3 separate regions of the Sus scrofa genome follow, and all the other regions are linked to region 3. Evidence: chromatin contacts called from public HiChIP or PLAC-seq data. All regions are on one chromosome and are shown on one strand. The core of a region is the stretch at or near the end of the contact, and the rest is flanking DNA. Distances in the headings are between cores, read along the strand shown.

What was found. HiChIP or PLAC-seq counts read pairs in DNA pulled down with a chosen protein or histone mark.
Region 1: an H3K27ac HiChIP or PLAC-seq map of skeletal muscle shows a contact between it and region 3, with 5 times the contacts expected there. The contact joins two enhancer-like sites. A contact is called at or near these places in 2 of 2 datasets of contacts at active chromatin or transcription factors (alveolar macrophages and skeletal muscle).
Region 2: an H3K27ac HiChIP or PLAC-seq map of alveolar macrophages shows a contact between it and region 3. The contact joins two enhancer-like sites. A contact is called at or near these places in 2 of 2 datasets of contacts at active chromatin or transcription factors (alveolar macrophages and skeletal muscle).

What each region holds. Positions count from the first base shown.
Region 1 is chr6:153,142,934-153,147,190 of Sscrofa11.1, reverse strand. The region is part of intron 4 of FGGY (FGGY carbohydrate kinase domain-containing protein); the gene reads left to right. Among named protein-coding and RNA genes, the nearest start is that of FGGY, 68 kb to the left of the region's middle. Within about 2 kb of position 1,565, at least 31 of the 83 cell types and tissues checked have an H3K27ac peak or open chromatin away from gene starts, as enhancers often do. A contact at or near this core is called in alveolar macrophages and skeletal muscle, where this site is marked.
Region 2 is chr6:153,381,176-153,384,960 of Sscrofa11.1, reverse strand. All of the region lies in intron 3 of LOC102165506 (a long non-coding RNA gene), which reads right to left. Among named protein-coding and RNA genes, the nearest start is that of FGGY, 170 kb to the right of the region's middle. Within about 2 kb of position 2,085, at least 3 of the 83 cell types and tissues checked have an H3K27ac peak or open chromatin away from gene starts, as enhancers often do. A contact at or near this core is called in alveolar macrophages, where this site is marked.
Region 3 is chr6:153,650,808-153,654,869 of Sscrofa11.1, reverse strand. No RefSeq gene overlaps it. Among named protein-coding and RNA genes, the nearest start is that of JUN, 34 kb to the left of the region's middle. Within about 2 kb of position 2,164, at least 50 of the 83 cell types and tissues checked have an H3K27ac peak or open chromatin away from gene starts, as enhancers often do. A contact at or near this core is called in alveolar macrophages and skeletal muscle, where this site is marked.

The sequences.
Region 1 (4,257 bases), core at 316-2,815, 510 kb after region 3:
TGGAATTATTTCTTTTTGCAAATAAATTCTGTGAAGTTCAGTCCTCCTCTCAGGGGGGTGATCTACCTTAGCATTTCAGAGTTGTGTTTCTTGGAAGTTGTTCTCAGCAGTAGCATAAGCATTTATTCTGCTGGACCTTTAGACTTCAGCTCAAATCTCTCCCCCCATGAAGTCTTTTTTAGTCACCCTGGCCTCAAAGCCCCTTCCTCTTCTGAACTCTGTGATTACTCATTAGAGGCAGATATATGGCCACACACACAAAATATTATGATAAAGTTATGAGGCTGACTCACCAAACCTTGCTATCAGGCTCATTACATTATTGTCATACATCATCTTATTAATTACCGTTTCCTTTGCACACGTCTTTCTCCAGCGTTGTTGTAATTTCATCATAGAAGTGTCTGACTTTAAATTTCTTTGTACCTCCTGAAACTTTTTTTTTTTCCCCACGCGTTAGCTGGCTTTTGCCCTACAGGAATTTGTCTTTTTGAGATGGATTTAAGTGTGTGAATATATAGCTAGGACACAGCAAGAGATGGGGGGTAAGGGTGACATTTGAGCTGCATTTGAATCAAAGGTAGATGTTTGATCATGAGAGAAGATGGGAAAACAGTCTCAGTAGAGACCTCAACAGGGGCAGGAAAATATGAAGAAGTACAGTGTGTTTGGGGAAGGGAATGAAATGAGGTGAGATCAGGGTGGGGAGTGGCTAAGAGAGGGGGCAGTGAGCCCAGAAGAATTCATAAAAGTCGTGGCCAAGTTGGAGCTAGGTTGTCAAGTGTCCTGTGAGCCATGTCAAGCAGATAAAATGTGATTCTGGGCCACGAAGAACTGCAGGACCACTTTAAGCAAAGAGATGTCACCTTTGTGCGATGCCTCTGGTAGCACAAAGCTCTCAGCATATCTGTCTGACTGAAGTATCTCCAGCGTTTGGTCTCTTTCTCTGTGTATGAGAGTTTGAAACACAATTGTTTCATTCATTCTGGGAATTTTCGGGTTGGGGATTATGAACATGTTTTTCAGCATTTTTTTTTTTCTTTTCCCCAAAGAGTGAGCTTAAGGATTGAGTTTCTTCCTGAAACATCTTTCCTCTCCGGGTTATCAGCCTGTGCCCTGATTCACAGTCCTGGGTGGCGTGAGGATCAAGTTTTGCTTTTTGTTGGGTAGTTGTGCTGGAAAACAACATCGTGAGTATTTGGGATGTTCTGGCAGGATCACTTAGTGGGAGGAGAGTTTCATTCACTGCACACAGCAGGGAGCCCAATAGCTTCCCTTTGCAAGTCATAGCAAAACACTTAGATGAGCCTTTTTTAATTGGCCAGCCCCTTCTTTCTCATGCTGTTCCTAGAGCCTGGCGTCTCCCAACATACTTTGCAGTGTCTGCTTCATCTTCCACTCCTCACCCCAACACCCCCCTCCAGGTTCCCTTGGGATCTGGAAGCCAGCGGAGACCTCACCCCCTCCCTGGACAGGACAGTGAGAAGGCATGGAAGAGGGTTCCAGCTCTGTGCCCCAGCCTGGTGGGCTGGCTGCTGCCTGGCCCTGAATCTTGGATCTATTACTCCATCTCCGCCCTCTGCTGAGCCCTGCAGCTGTGTGTGTTTTGAGTGGTAGCCACCTCCCAAGAAAGGCTGTGGTTTTATGAAGTAATAGATGATTTTATAAAAAAAGAGTTGTTCTCTTTGGTTGCTTTCAAGCCTGAGGGATCGCTTAGCTCAAAGGATTGTTATTGGAATGCGGGAGCCTCTATTGCCAAGTCACACACCCCAATCACTGCTGATTTCTCTCCCTCTCTCTTTTTTTTTTTCTTTCTTCTTTCTTGAAAAGACTAGTTTTTGTTAGTTGCTTGGTAACTGGGACATAGACTTTGCTCCTTCAGCACAGAGAGCTCTGCTCCTCATTTGAATCCGATTCAGTGCTTACACAGTGAGGTGTGCCTGACATTGGCATGCGCTGGGGACATGCTCTGTGTTTCCTGTAACCTGTGCACCATTTGTGCCCGGAGGTTGTTATCAAGGTCTTAGAATTTAAGTGAGTTGCCCCGGATTGAAAGTGAGAGCTCTAATATTAGGAAAAAAAAAATTAAAAATATGTTGGGGAGGGCTTTTCTTTGTTTTGTTTTGGTTTTTTGTTTTTCTCTCTGTAAAGAATGGTAAAAGCTTCCATCACGATGCTTCCAAAAGGCCAAAACCCACAGCTCTGCTAGATCTGGGAGCCTTCGGGTGGTGACTGTGGCCTGGGCAAAGGAACTGTCACCTTAGAGCAGGAAGCCCTGGGCTATGACCTTGTCGTTCAAACCTAAGTTTCTACATCCTTTGTAGGCACCTGTCCCCCACCGCCGCCCTGAGAATCCAAGGAGAGGAGGTGTGCGGGGGCACTCTTGTAAGCTGTGGAAGGACCTACGAAGAGAATCACCGTGTCTGATGCAAGCCCAGTGGTTCCAAGGGTAGATTAATTCAGTAACATCGAGACCCTTGGCTGTGGTTGTCCTCTCTGGGGCGAGGGAGAGATGGAGAGATTTTCCCATGGCCCTGGATTAAAAATCCATCCACGGGGGCTCATAGGCCCTTTGCCAATCTAGCATGTGATGACTAAGCACTTGTGAATCATGGAGCTCAACTTCAGAACAGCATGGGAACCTCGTAGGTAGTGTCAGCATCTCCAAGTAAGGGGTCAGGCTCCTGGAAAAAGTCCCACTCGTCCAGGCAGACTCTTCCCCCACTTCCCTCTGCTGGCCAAGCTTCAGACTTTGCTTTTGTGGGGAAGGCAGAGGGTACACACTGCTGCTGTCTTCTCCCCAGAGACCCTGTGCATCCTTTTAGGGAAACACTCCTCGCAAGTTTCTCATCCTGTGGGGAGGTCGCGCCTCGGCTCAGTGAAGCCAGCGTTGTCTCAAGAAAAGATGACGCTGCCTGGCTGCCTTGCACCTCCTGCCCCCAGCGTGTCTCTTTCTGGCAGGAGGCCTGCAGTTCTCTTCGAGATATTCTGCCCGGGTTCCATTGTCCGCGGCAGCGGCTGTCCGCAAGGCTCCAGGCTGAAAGCTCTCATTCTGCAGGGTCTTTAGTGGCCGTACACAAGATCTAACAGAAGCAGTTGTTTTCGGAGTTGAGGAGGACAGCTTGGCCTTGGCTGGAGGCACTGGTTGTTGCTGCATTGGTTTCGTGGTTTATTTCTCATTGGCCTTGGATTTCTGGAGTCTTTAGAATGAGGCTTTTCTCCCTGAGAACTGATCACCGAAACCACAAAGCACATGGAAAGCGATTTGGGGGACTACCCAGAAGACATACTAGTTGTTTGACTCATAGTTTCAAAGGCTGCCATTTGCTGATTGGGACCTATTTGTGTATGGAGATACTGCTAGTTCAGAGCTGTGTCAGGCATCTGTAGTCAACGTTAAGTGCTGCTTTGTCCAACCTTAAGATGTACAAGTGTTCAAAGGAAAGTTTAGCCCTTTCTAGATGTAAGGTCTCACCCAAATGCTTAGGAATTTAAAACAAATAACAACAGTGACAGAGAATGGGCTTAACACTGTCTTTTCCGTCTAACCCCTTTTGATGTTACTCTTGTTTCAATGGGACCCTGCTTCTGGGTTAATACTCAGCTTCTTTGATGTACGTAGGTGTCTGTGTTCAGATAGCAGTGATAGGAAAGGGGAAAATAGGAAGAACTCATAGAACTGGAGGGCAAATGTAGATAAAGGCCAGTAGTACATCTGTAAAATTGATGTAATAACTTTTGTATTGTTCTAAGGAGGTAAGACATGTGGAAACCCTTTGTCACCTCTGAAGCACCCCTCATACGGGGGAGGTTGGAAGGTAAAACTGAGCAGTTTGTCCAGTTGTCCAACACATATTTATTGAGTGCCTGCTATGTGCCACCCACTAGCAGATACTGAACTATGTCTCTTTTGAAACTTCTGCCTTGTTGCCTTTAGGTTCCCAAAGTTACCCTTGTTCTTATGATACATTCCTTGTTGTTCCAGCCTCTTGGGGAGGGCATAATTGAAATCGGGTCATGGAGGAGTTCCCCTTGTAGCTCAGCAGTAATAAACCTGACTAGTATCCATGGGGATACTGGTTTGATCCCTGGCCTTGCTTAGTGGGTTAAGGATCTGGTGTTGCCGTGAGCTGTGGTGTATGTTATAGATGAGGCTTGGATCTGGCATTTCTGTGGCTGTGGCACAGCCGGCAGCTGTAGCTCGGATTTGATCCCTAGCCTGGGAACTTGCATATGCCGTGGGTGTGGCCCCAAAAC
Region 2 (3,785 bases), core at 836-3,335, 270 kb after region 3:
ATCCAATCAAAGATCACACATTTTAACTACCAGGTCTTGTTAGACTCTCCTTTTGTCTAGAATGAGTCCCCAGTTTTTAATTTATTTTTGGTTGTTTTTTTAAGACTTTCATGCTAGCGAAAAATCGGAAGAGTCCTGGCTAGTTGTTGTGCAGAATGTCCCTCAGTTTGGATTTATCAGATTATTTCTTCTTAACTAGATCCAGTTTGATCAGTTTTGTCATGAGTACCATACGGATGAGGTTGAGCCCTTCTCAGGGTCTCACATCAGGGGCCACAGGATGTCCCATCATTGGTGACACCCTCTTTGATCATGTGGCCAAGTGGTGCCCACCCAATTTCTCCACTGTGAAGACAGCTTTGTAGTTGATAAGTAGCTTATAGACTGGTGGTTTGAGGCTATGACTATCCTTTTTCCCATTTTTTTCACCTAATGGTTTTAATATCCAGTGATGATTCTTGTTTGAATCCAGTATTATGGTGGTTGAAAAAATGGTGATTTTCTATGCTGAACTTTCCTGCTACATTTCTTAATTGATGTTCTTTAGTGAAAAAGAACCTTCCTCACCACCCACTTTCAGGATGTGTCCACTCTCGGCACTCTTGGTGCTTGGGTTACACTGACCAAGATTCAAATTCCATTCAAATTCAAAGGCCAACTGGTTTAGCTTAGGGAAGATGATGCAACTTAATTCACAATTCCACTAAGGCTGGGGGAGGGGTCATCCCTCAAAGAAAGCTTGAGATGCAATCTTTAAAAGTGGCAGAAGCGGAAGCCAGGCAGGCAAAAACAGAAACTATTCATTATGGCAAAGAGTTACTGTTCTAGGGCCGCTCCCTCGACATATGGAGGTTCCCAGGGTAGGGGTCTAATCAGAGCTGCAGCCGCCGGCCTATGCCAGAGCCACAGCAACACAGGATCCAAGCTGCATCTGCGACCTACACCATAGCTCACGGCAATGCCGGATCCCTAACCTACTGAGTAAGGCCAAGGATCGAACCCGCAACCTCATGGTTCCTAGTCGGATTCGTTTCCACTGAACGACAACGGGAACTCCAAGGAGTTACTCTGGATGGGGCTTCTTCCCATCGCTACCTGAGACATCCTAGGCCCCCAAATAGCAGTGGCTTAAAAACAATAGAAAGAAATCTTAGGTCAACACATCAGTAAGCTATTCAGGAATGGTTGGGTCTCATACTGGCCCAGACTCCTTCTATCCTTTGCTTCATTGGGTGTGGCCATCATTCCCAAGGTTACCTCTTGGTCCCCCATAGCTCCCCTAGCTTAAGTTTTCACTCTATATTTCAACCAAAGGAAACAAAGTAGAAGAAAGCCATTCCCTTTAGGATATTTTCTGGAATTCGGACATACCATTTTTCCTGGTATTCTACTAGGCACCATTTACTCACATGGCTGTGCCTTGCTACAATGAAAAGAGAGCAACTATGGTCTTGGGTCCAGACAGCTGTTTGCCCAGCTAAGAACAAAAAGCTCTGTTACAACAGAGGAAGGAGAAAACCCAAAGTAGAATTGGTCTCTTCCACAGACCCCACAAAGTACATGCTTGTTTTAAAGGGGAGAAAAAGCAGAACTCAGGAAGCTTGAACAACCTGGTCAATGTCACACAGACAGTAAATTATTGCGTCTGATGCTAAATGGTGCTATACTAAAGTAATTCTGTTTTTATCTTATTCGATCCACTTTCTAACTCTATATCAATGTAGATTTGTTAAATCGCCTTCTTTGTGGAGTGAGTTGACGCCTCATGACATAATGCCTCTAGTGATAGCAGGTCTTTCTTAGAAACTTAGAAACGTGCTGTTCATTCCTGGCCAATGTTCCCTGGACAACAGTGCAGACAGCTGAAACCCTGATACGTACGTGGTGGTGACAAGAGATGCAGATGGAAAATAGAATGGCAGTGGGTGTGTGTTGGAAAATACCCCAGCCTGGGAGCCTGGATACCAAGTCTCCAGTCCCAGCTCAGTCACTCATTAATTGTGTGATCCTGGTCTCATCATGACCCTCTGTCCCTCAGCTCCCTCCTCCACGTGTTCCTTCCAGCTCCGATTCTCTCTTGTTTTAGGCAATATCTGCTTGCATGATGACTCAAACTGGAATCTGGATTCGAAGAGCACAAAACCTCTACTTCCCTATGTGATGCAATTTTAGAATCTCTTGGATAGCAAGGTCACACTTGCTAATTGGGTTTGCATTATAAAATCTCATAGGATTAATGGTAAATGTTCATTAACCAGAATGTCTTTGAGAGTAGGAATCATGTTTGATTTTTCTTATGGTTATTTCCCCAGCAACTATTGAAGCCCCTGGTACACGCAATATTGATTGACTTATTGACCGACCTAGACAATGTCCTTGCTAGACAGACATGTGTGATAAATTATTCCCCTCCCCCCTCTCCTCAAGAGCAAGCAGGAGCTTCAAGGGAAGGAGTTAGAAAACTCAGATTTACACAGCAATTATTTTCAATTTACTTTTCACAATAACTCTTCAAGAAAGCTCTAATAATCCTCTTTTTTATGGTTGAGAAATCCAAGATGTGGAAGGATGAAGTAACTTCTTAAAAACAACATAGTTTTTGACAAGAAATGTTCAGAAACTAGATGAGGAAAACTATAAAACACACCTGAAAACACAAAAATAGATGCGCAGCATTTCTGCCCCCTGTTATTGCTCAGAGCAACTTACAAGGCCATCCCAAATTCAAGGGCAGAGGAAACAGACTCCACCTTTTGCTGAGAGGAGCAGCAAGTAATTTGTGTTTGATAATCTATCACAAATATGCACGTGTGAAAAAGAGCGAGGTATATCTCTGGGAATGAATATGGGGTGACCTCCAGGAGAACAAAGCAAAGTGTGAAAGGGTACATATGGTGCAAAAGCATACACTTTGTGTGAGAGAGAATCAGAAGTAAGGAAACATAAACGTATCTTTCTGCTGACTTTTGCAAAAAGAAATACGGGAATGATAAAGCAGGCAGCAGTCAAGGTGGTTACCTACCAGGGCTTGAGGGAGGGAGATTGAAAGGACCGTGAGAAAGAACATCCCTGAGTCTACTTTTTAGGAGAGCTTTGACTTTGGAAGCATGTTCACGTTTTAAATATTCAAAAAATAAAATTAAATCAACAAGGAAAATGTAAAGCTGAATACAAATAGAAATAAACATACCAGGAATTACTCCAGTTACTGGAGCGAAAAAAAAAAAAAACAAAAACACCTTCTATAAAAGACATTATTGGTCTAATTGAAAAAAAAAACTGGATCATAGACTGTATCTAAATTATTCTATTAATGTTAAAGTTCCTGCAACTGCACTGAGGTTATATTAAGAAAATATCCTCTGCAGGTTTGATCCCTGGCCTTGCTTAGTGGGTTAAGGATCTGGTGTTGCAATAAGCTGCAGTGTAGGCCACAGATGTGGCTTGGATCTGGCATTGCTGTGGCTGTGGCATAGGCCAGCAGCTGCAGCTCTGATTCGACTCCCAGCCTGGGAACTTCCATATGCCACAGGTGTGGCCCCAAAAAGAAAAAAAAATACTTTATTGTTAAAAAACACGAACCCTGGCAGTGCAAGATTGCCACAAACCAATCTGTAAAAATGTAATATCTGCTAAATGCAATAAAGCAAAGCACAACAACAACAACAAAAAGAAAACATCCTCATTCTTAGGTCGTATACACTAAAGTCCTCAAAGGTGTGATGTATGCAGCATGATGATATATGCAATCTACTCTCGAGTGGCTCCAAAAATAAATTTATATT
Region 3 (4,062 bases), core at 915-3,414:
GCTTTGGCCAGATGATGGCTGTTCTGTGATACCATCACCTGCTGTCCCTTGAGACCAACCAGTAGCTCCTTGAGCGCTTAGCATGATTTGGGTATTCCAGAAATATGTGCAGAAAGGTGGAAGGAAGCAGGAAAAGGGTAGTGTTGGAAGGCTGAGATAGTCTTTCCTAATGTCTCCTGACTCCACCCCTAATCTACTCAGTGTCTTCTCCCAAAGGTACTCCAGGAAATGGTTCCTTGCCCCCATATTAAAATGATCTGTTACCGGGAGTTTCCGTTGGGCTCAGAGGTCTCGAACCCGACTAGTATCCACTAGGACTCGGGTTCGATCCCTGGCCTTGCTCAGTGGGCTAAGGATCGAGCATTGCCGTGAGCTGTGGTTTAGGTTGCAGATGTGGCTGGGATCTGGTGCTGCTGTGGCTGTGATGCAGGCTGGCAGCTGCAACTCCAGTTCAACCCCTAGCCTGGGAATATCCACGTGCTGCAGGTGCGGCCCTAAAAAGACAAAAAAAAAAAAAAAAAAAAGAGAGAGAGAGACTTGTTAACTGTCTGATTCTTCCTTAGGCGGGGACTGGTGAGGTGAGCTCTGTGTCTGGGTCATGGTGATCTCCCCAAGGCCTGGCATTCGGTAAATATGTGCGTATAAATTCTGTCCTTTGTGGGGATTTTCTGCCCAAGCTTTCCTCTTGGTCATGAGATCTAAAGCAAAGGAGCCGAGGCTTCTGGGACAGTCCCTGAGGGTCACTGGGCACATACTGATGGAGGGCCAATGACAGGTTAGTGTGTACCACCCCCAAGCCACTCCTGACAATGGCCTCCCACACCCACTCACTGCTAGATGGACCCAAAGGACTGGGTGATTGACCCATTCTGCTCACCTTCTTGGAACCTGATGCTGGCTGGCCAGTGCCCAGAGCACGGGTCTAAGTGTCACATGATGAATCCTAAGGGTTTGTTGGCTATAGCTTGGTGCACAAGTCACTGTGCATGCTGGGTGGCTTGAGTTGAATCTACCTGACTGATGGCTCGTCCACAAGTCTCATGAGAACCAGAACAATAGGCAGCCACATTGAGCAACCAGCTTCCCTTCCTCGCCCCCGGCAGCAACTGGGCCAGGGAAAGTGAAGAAACCTGTTCTGGGTCTCCGCGGGGTGGGCGTGGGCGGGGCCCTGCCGGGAAAGGGGCGGCTGGACCAGTTTCTGTTGCTCCCGGACCGGATGCAGCCCCGTGACTAGGGCGGAGGCCAGAGAAATGCGCGCCCTGGGCGCACCTGTCTGACCTCCAGGGCGACGTTGGCTTTGGCAATGATAAGACTAGAGGCTCTAGGTCAGCGGTCACGGGCGGGCGTGAGACTTCCGGCTGCCAAATCAGGCGAGCGGGCGGGGTGGCAGCGAATCAGCTGACAGGTGGAACTGGAAGATAGAGGCTTTGGACGTCCTGTGGGTAGGGGAAGGAAAACCCGGCAAGGGGCGGCGCCCAGAAACAGCTGGGTAGCTGGGTCATTGTGCGGCTGTCCTGAGGTCGCAACCGCCTCTTTTGCGCTTTACCCCTGCGGCCCCCCACCCCCACCCCGAGGGGCACGGAACTGTTGGGTAGAAAGAACACTGGACAGAATTGTATTTGAATCCAGCTGTTCCATCTACCGGCTTCTGTGTTCAAGGGCAAGTGACTTCGCCTACCTATCGGATCCAGAGTTTCGCTAGATGAAAAATGGGAATAAATTCTCTCAAAGCCTGGTGTGAGGAGTCAATGAAATCACATAGGAACAATGCCTAGCACACGAGTAGGTGCCCATAAAGGGGGTTCCCTTTCCCTTCTTTGTTTCAGACCCAGATCTCACTCCCAGCCCCGAAGTCGCTCCCCAGACGACCCTAGGACGGCGGCAACTGGGTGGCAGGCTCCCTAGCTTGATAATAACTCGAGAATCATTTGAGCCTCACTCAGTCAAACTATCAGATAGGATGGGGCGTGTGGAAGGATTCCCAAGGCCCCCTTGGGTCGTGTTTCCGTGATCCTGGGGCTGGGGTGGGGGGGATTTCAACGCATTCTTTGAGTTAGGTTATGTATTTATTCACAGATTCCTATCGGGCGAGGGCTGGTTCTTACTGCCTCCCCAGGCGACGTTCCCGGCCAGCCAGTATTTCGTCCATACAAGGCCAGCTTCCACCCGCGGCTTTTGCGTAAATAAAGCCCAGCCTTCCGCCGCAGGTTGCCGCGGGTCCCGCCCCCGGAGCCGCCAGTGCGGGAGGCAGGACCGATGCCATCCGCTGCAGGCGGGCCTGGGGAGGCTGGGAGCTGGCCACGCCCCGGCCGGGTGCTGGGGGGATGGGGGTGGGGGGAGCACCAGAAGGAGCAGGGTGAAGAAATCCAGGCTTAAGCCGTCCGAGTTCCCACCCGTTAGCACCGTCCTTCATGGGTCACTCAGCAGGCCCTTGATAAACATCATCCCTAATCCTCCCTGCAACTCTGCGAGTGTTCTCCCCAGTTTATAATCGAGAAACTGAGGTTTAGCAAGTGTAAATGGCTTAGACGAGGTCCCATAGGCAAAAAATGGCAGACCGAGAAATTCTAACCGAACATAACTGGTTGCAAAAGCCAGCCTTTTCCCCACCCTATTGGACATCAGTGAGATCGCAAAAGTCTTAATGGGCAAGAATAAAACAATAACCACAACTAATCAGATTAACAGATGAAAGGGAGTTGAAAGGGCCTTCCAGAGCTTCCACTGGTGTCTCAAACAGGGGATCAAGAACCACAGGATAAATCACAGACTATATTTCCTGGGTGACAATTTCACTCCTTTTTAAATTAAAAAAAAATTAAGACTGACAATGATGGAGAAGAATATAACTTTCAGAATTGTGGTAGCTGAAAGTAGGAAACTTCAAAGAAATTTCAGGCTGTTTTCACAACGTACATCTTTCGCTTGACTGTGCAGAAACATTAACGTCAATTACACAGATGGGCAAACTGAGGCCCGAAACCACTCTCCCCGGGGCCAAAGCGGGAGGAGAACCAAGACACCCAGGCTTTCGGCCTGGGGTGCTTTCTGCTGAGGGCGGGGGGTCCTGTTTGTAAATAGGTGTCCTCCGACAGCCACTGCTGATTTTGTCACCAAGCCAACCAAGTGGGCGCGATTCTGAGTAATTGCAGGGAATCAGCGCGGCTGGGGTAAAAGCAAAAGGGACGCGCGGGAGGGCGGCTGGTCCAGAGCCCAGGCGCAGGCGGAGCCACAGCCCGGATTCCCGCTGGGCGAGCAGGCGGGAGGAGTCAGGTGCCAGCGACTCTTGAAGGTTCTGCCCCTCACTCGGTGCAAGCTGCCAGCACAGCAAACCACAGCCCTGCTCCTGTCCCACCTGCTGGACCCGTCTGCGTCTGCGACAAGGGAGACCCCGCCCAAACCCACTCGTCTAGGCTCGGGCAAGGAAGATGCACTGGGACCTCTGGCCAGCCTGCCCAGACCCGTGGGACTGGCTGCCCTCTCCTTGCGCGTGGGGGGACCTTGGAGTTCTTAGGTTTGGCTTTAAATCTGACCCTAATATTTGTTGCTTAAGCTCTCTCACTCTCAGTTTCTGTATCTGTCAAATGGAGGTTAGTGACTCTTACCTCATATAATTGCTGTGAGAAGTAAATGTGTGCCTATCCATAAAGGCCTAGAATATTTAAAAAACTTATTAAATGCTCTTTTGCTATTACCGTTAGCAGGCCTGAGTGGGAATCTCAGGCCAATTCAGAACTGATGACCTGGCCAGATGTGCTTTCTTCAGTTCCCCCACCTGGAAAAGGGAGCTTCATTATACTTTACATCACAGGGTGGGGGTGAGGACAGATCCCCAGCATCTGGCAAGTCCACAAGTGGTTATGTTTGCAACTCTTATTATTTGCCAACACTGTCTTAAGCACGTTGCGTGTATTACCTCATTTAATCCTACAATTACGGTATGAGAGAACTGCTTTCCATTTCACAAGTAGGAAACTGAGGCACAGAAAGGGTAAATAATTACCTAAGGTCACACGGTTAAGTAGGATTTGCATCCACAAAATCTGGCTTCCTTCTCCTTGT